2 separate regions of the Rattus norvegicus genome follow, and region 1 is linked to region 2. Evidence: chromatin contacts called from public Hi-C data. All regions are on one chromosome and are shown on one strand. Each heading gives the region's core, a stretch centred on a gene start, on an enhancer-like site or on the middle of the called end of the contact. The rest is flanking DNA. Distances are from core to core; before and after follow the strand shown. Region 1 has its middle 47 kb from the start of Slf2. Region 2 holds the start of Pax2 (paired box 2).

What was found. A called contact is a pair of places that touch in the nucleus more often than the background predicts.
Region 1: a Hi-C map of liver shows a contact between it and region 2, with 1.9 times the contacts expected there. The contact joins the enhancer-like site here to the promoter of Pax2 in region 2. A contact is called at or near these places in 10 of 12 Hi-C or Micro-C datasets (the A7r5 cell line, the Rat2 cell line, frontal cortex and 5 more).

What each region holds. Positions count from the first base shown.
Region 1 is chr1:253,683,968-253,686,667 of GRCr8, reverse strand. No RefSeq gene overlaps it. Among named protein-coding and RNA genes, the nearest start is that of Slf2, 47 kb to the left of the region's middle. Within about 2 kb of position 1,262, at least 17 of the 93 cell types and tissues checked have an H3K27ac peak or open chromatin away from gene starts, as enhancers often do.
Region 2 is chr1:253,564,610-253,567,309 of GRCr8, reverse strand. Pax2 (paired box 2) reads right to left here and starts at 1,388. Exons shown (of 11, transcript NM_001106361.1): 1 at 1,314-1,388. The coding sequence starts at 1,356.

The DNA of each region.
Region 1 (2,700 bases), core at 13-2,512, 120 kb before region 2:
GTCCCATTACCCACAACAAGGACCCTTTGTGAGCCAAGCAGAGCCGTGCTGACCCTTCTCCTGGAGCCTGGCTCCATCCCACACACCCTGGGCTATCACTCCCTGCTCTTAGTCTCCATAGCCTACTCTTCAGCCCAGCCCATCCATCTCAGCATCTCTCTAGCACTAAGGGGTGGGGACAGTGGGGTACACCCACAGACTGGAAGTTCTTCTCGACATCTACCACAAATCACCTTTGACGCCTCCAGTCCCAAGCTGTTTGGTCCAATAAGTCCACTCAGAAGCATCTCTTGTTAACCGAGTCCATGGGGTGCGCTGTTTGCCCAGTCCATCCAGTAGGAAGGGTGGGTTTGCTGTACAGTGGGGCATCCGTGGACGGCTTGATCTTGGTGTAGACCCTGATGCAGTCCTTCAGACTTGCCCGTTCTTCTCTGGACTCCCGGGGCTGATTCCTGTACCACTGTGTATCACAATGTTCTGCACTAGGGTCTCGAGACTTGGTTGAGTCCCGAATTGTCCGTTCCCATCTGTGTGACCTCGAGCGAGTCATTTCCCTCCTCCGAGTGCTAGTAGCCATATCTTCAAAGTGGGGTTGATTTAAAAGGATTCCTTTGAGGATTCATGGTCAAGTGTGGGCCCTACTTCTAAACTTTAAAGGCCCTTCGCCCCCCTCCCGCCCCCGATGAGGGCTATCATCACAACTCGCTTTAGCCCCAGCTTGGAACCAAACTGTGACTCGTGCATTGGCTTCCAAGCAGGTTCAGAGTCCTCCTCTGACCTCCATCTTGACAGCTAACTATCGCTGGAGGCAAAGGCGCCTCCTCGAACAGATAGACGCTCTGTGAGAAATCGAAGAGCAGGATAGGACATACTGTAGACTTTGACATCAGTTCAGAAGTTTTTTGTTTTTGTTTTTGTTTTTCTTTGGTGGAAGGTTTAGAAGCCATGCGGGGGCGGGGATGGGGGATGGGGGAGAGGGAGGGGAGGAAGAAAGTCGGGGTGCTGGCTTGAAGTTTGGGCAGGTTTGGAGGAGTGTGGACCAAGTGAGAGGAGAGTGGTCCCTTCGCTCAAGTATGTTGGGAATGTGATGAGGGAAACTTCTCGGAGGTTAGGCGCCAAGGCACGAGGTTAGAAAGGGGCAGCGGATAGGATTTGGGGTTGTCACTTTAAGGGCGAGGTGGGGCCTGTGATGGAGCACCACCCAGGGTGACAAGATGGGGTCTGGCCACCACAAGTCCCTCCCAGTCCGGCAGGAGGGGATTCTGGTGCAGGGCGGGGAGGGAGATTAGGAGGCGCTCTCAATTGACTTAATGGGCTCTAAGAGGCGGGATCCTATTACAGCTCGGGGTGCCCCGGGGTGCCTTGCTGGGAAGACAAGCTAATCTGCCATGCAAATTAAATCCTGCCTCAAGACGCAAGGCCTGCTTAATGTGATCCATTACACAGTTTACTTGTTTATATCTAATATTGGAACAGGCAGCCCGGGCGGGCGGCAGCGGCAGGCGGAGCGGCCCAAAAGCAGGAGAGTAAATTACCGGCAAAATGAGCTTTTCCAGCCTCCGCCGCTGCCGCCACCCGCGCAGGCCCGGCTCCCGCGTCCCGGGCGCCCCCGCCCGCCCTCCCGCTCGCCCGCCCGCAGCGTCCCTCGCACGGCTTGCGGTTCTTCTTTCTCCCGGTTGGCCTTTGAGTCTCTTTCTTCTCTTTGTCTCTCTCGTTCTTCTGTCCTTTGGCCAGTGCCTCTGCTTCCTCAACTCTTTCTCTTTCAGTCTTTGGGTGCAGCCTCAGGCCTCTCTTGCCTGAATCTGCTTTATTCTTGGCCTTCTGTCTCTCACTTTTGGCTTTCTCCCGGTTGATGCCAATCTCTTCCCATAGCGGTGATGGACACTTAGGTCTCTGTTGATGCCGGGTAACCCTGTGGTCCTGTGTGTGGAAGTGGAGGCTGAGTTCAGGAGGCCTGGGCTCACACACCAGCACATAGCCCTCCCTGTAAGGCGGACCTGGAGAGGCAGGGCTTGGGTCAGAGAGCAGAGCTACTTTTTACTGGTGACTCTGTCCTTGGCTCTGAAGTGTGAATCTGGAAGGTATCGCTGTGGGGGTCCTTATATGGGTCTTCCAGAGTGGGTATGGATGTGCATCAGAGATCCGCTCTGCGTGTGTGTGTGTGTGTGTGTGTGTGTGTGTGTGTGTGTGTGTGTGTGTGTGTGTGGTATGTGGTGTAAGCTCGAGATTTTATCCTCCATCTCTTTGGGCAAGTTCAATATGGACAGTGAGGTTCCAGCACCTTCCTCACACTTCCTGGTTCACAGCCACCCCTCCTTTTCACTCTTGGCACAGCTCCACGACTTTTAATGCCCCCAGAACCACCTGATCGCTCACCACTTGTGTCCCTGTGTGTAACATTTTACTTTATCGTGGCTCCTCACCCCCTCTAAGGCCTGTGTCTGCACCAAGCCAGACACCAACATAGAGTCAGTCAGAAGCAGACTGAGAAACGACGAAACCCAACGAGAAGTCCAGGCGGTCAAAGACACTTAGGACAGAGGGGGTGTTAGACCCAGGATAGATAAGCAAAAAAACTCCAGTGGAGGACAGAGAAGTTGGAAGGAGAAAGTGGTGGAATATCCGTGACTAGGAATTCAAGCTCACAGAGAATACAGACCTGTCATCAGGGGGCCATTTAATTAAAGCTACTTGGGGCTG
Region 2 (2,700 bases), core at 139-2,638:
ATGTGCTTAGGAAACAAACAAAACACGGCTCCCTCTTCTTGGATCCCGTTTTAAAACACAAATCAGGCTAGGTCTAAAAGTTACCCTGTGGAAAGTTACAAATTATCCTTAATTATTAATCTATAGATGGGGAGGGCTTTTCTACTTGGAATATTATTTATCTTTTTAAGCAAGGGAAAATACCTGACAAATAGTTTTCCGAGCTAAAGACCCGTTATGAATTAGATACATTCAAATATCATTATGATATTTCCCCCTTTCCTATTTTCTTATTTCTCCCCCCCCCCACATCCTTTTAATTTTCTTTCCTTGATTTTTCCCCTTTCTTGGTTTGATTTCTCTTTCCTTTCTCCTCAGTCTTGGCATTTGTCTTTCTTTTGTTCTTTCCCTCTTATTTTTTTTTTCATTCTTGCTGAACCCCTGGCTAGGGCGCTGGCTGCTTGGTCCTCGACATAGAGTGGAGGCAGGCAAGTGCTGACTTGGAAGGCTCTACTACTAGCTCTCTTCCTGACTTTGATTTCTCCTCAAAATCCCTCATTGTTTGTTTGTTTGTTTGTTTGTTTGTTTGTTTGTTTGTTTTAGACCGATCACCTCACTGGGCAAAGTCAAGAAAAGTGACCACCTTCTCCTGCTACCCTTGTGTTCCTGGCTAAAAGGGAAGGGAAAGGTGAAGGTGAAAGAAAGGATGAGATATTTCAAAGCAGCCCCCAGGAAGTCTTAACTAAGCTGGGGGGAGCAAGAGATGCTGGGAGCTGAGGCTCAGAAGGGGGTCACACCCCCAGGATCTCCCGTACAATTGTCCTGACACCGAGGCTGTCCAGGCTAGGAGCCTCCTCCTGATTACCCACAACTCTAAGTTTGAGGAAGGTAGAGATGAGGGAGGGAGGAGAGGGACACTGAGAGAGAGAGAGAGAGAGAGAGAGAGAGAGAGAGAGAGAGAGAGAGAGAGAGAAAGAGAGAGAGCTGAAAACTGCTGCCAATTAGTCCCTCAGTCCAGGGCAAAGGCTGACTAGGGAATGGGTGGCTGGAACCTGGGCCCAGGGTTATGGGTCCTGCGAGGTAAGGAGAAGCAGGTGGAAGGAGCCAAGGGAGGTGAGACACTAGGGAAGGTAGAGAGGCAGGCAGAACCATAAGCACGGAGTGGCAAAAAACAGAACAGTGGCTGAAGGCATGAGAAACTACTAGGTAAGAGAAATAGAACGAAAGGAGAAAGCCAGTGTGGCCTCTAGGGTGAGACCTGAGCTCAGGGGGCCGGGCCGCGCTGGGGCTACGTGGGGTTGGAACCGAGACAGGAGCCGGGCGCCGGTACTCACGGTGCATCGCGGAGAAGGGGTCTGCTTTGCAGTGCATATCCATGGGGAGGCAGAGGAGCGGGAGCAGCGCGGCCGCCGCCGCCGTGTCGCCTCTCAAACTCAACTTCAGGACTTGAGGAGAAAAGGAAGGGACGGTGGGGGAGGGAGAGTGAGCGGGCGCCCGGCTGCTGGGGGGCAAGCGAGGGCGGGGGGCACCGCGCTGCGCTCCACGCCGGGACTCCTCCGGGCCCGCTGGGGTTTGCAACCGCAGCGACTGCAACTTGCCACCGTTGGGGCACGCGGCTGGGCAGTCAGCAAAGCAGCCCCCGGGCGACCGGCTGGACCAAGGGGCACTGGGGGCGCATGGCTCGCGCGCCAGCTGCGGCCAGAGCTGAGGCCGGGTAGGGAAGACAGCTCACTCAGCTCCCCTGGAACCCCGTCGTCCGAGAGGCTCTGAACCAAGAGAGCTCAGGGCGGGGGCGGCCCGAGGGCGCCAGGAGGGGAGCCGGGCCGCTCCAAGTGCCGGCGAGTTGGCGAAGTTGGCAGAGAAGTAGCAATCCCCGGGATGTCCAAGCGGGCGCCCGCGGGAGGGGAGCGTGCGAGCCGGCCCCCGCCCCCGGAAAAGGCAGGCGCACGCCGCGGCGGCCGAAGGGCCAAGAGGGAGGGAGGCAGCCTAGGAGCCGAGCGGCGCCCGCAGCGCTGGGCTGGCCCCAGGTGGGTTGCGGCTGCAAGAAGACTCGGCCGGAGACTGGAGCCTGGGCTCCCGGTGTGTGTCTCTCTAAAAGCTGCAAAGCCCCCTCCAGACCCCCTCCTCCTCCCCGCGCCGGGAGATGGATGACTTGTCAGACAAAGGCAATAGATTCCACCACTCTGTGATTCGCCAGCGCCGGAGCCCCGAGCTTCGGCAAGGAGGGCCCCGCGCCTGTCACTCCGGTGCCGGCGAGGGGAGGGCCGGGGAGGGGGAAACGGGAGGGAGCAGCGGGCGAAGGAAGAGGGAGGGTGAGGAGCGGGCCAGGGGGAGGAGGAATGGGAGCCCCGGATTAAAACTACACTGAGAAACGAAACTCGCCGAGAAGATAAACGTTAGATAAGGATAAAGAGCGGCCAGCCTAATGAATATTCAGGCAACCACAGAGGGCCTCCGAGCGCGCAGCGCTCCGAAGCCAGGCTCTCAGTCCGAACTCGCCCAGCCCTGCCATCCACCGGCCAATGCCCGCAGATCCCAGACGCCCGCGAGTCCTCATCCTTAGTCCTAACTCGGCTACCCTTGCTCTGAGTTCCCTTCCGTTTCTCCCTGTGTCTTCCTTCCTCCCTTTCTTTCCCTCTGGTCCTTCCCTTTCGCCTTTTCCTCCTGTGGTACCTTCCCATCCACGCACGCCTGATTCTCATTCCGGGGCAAAGTGCCCAG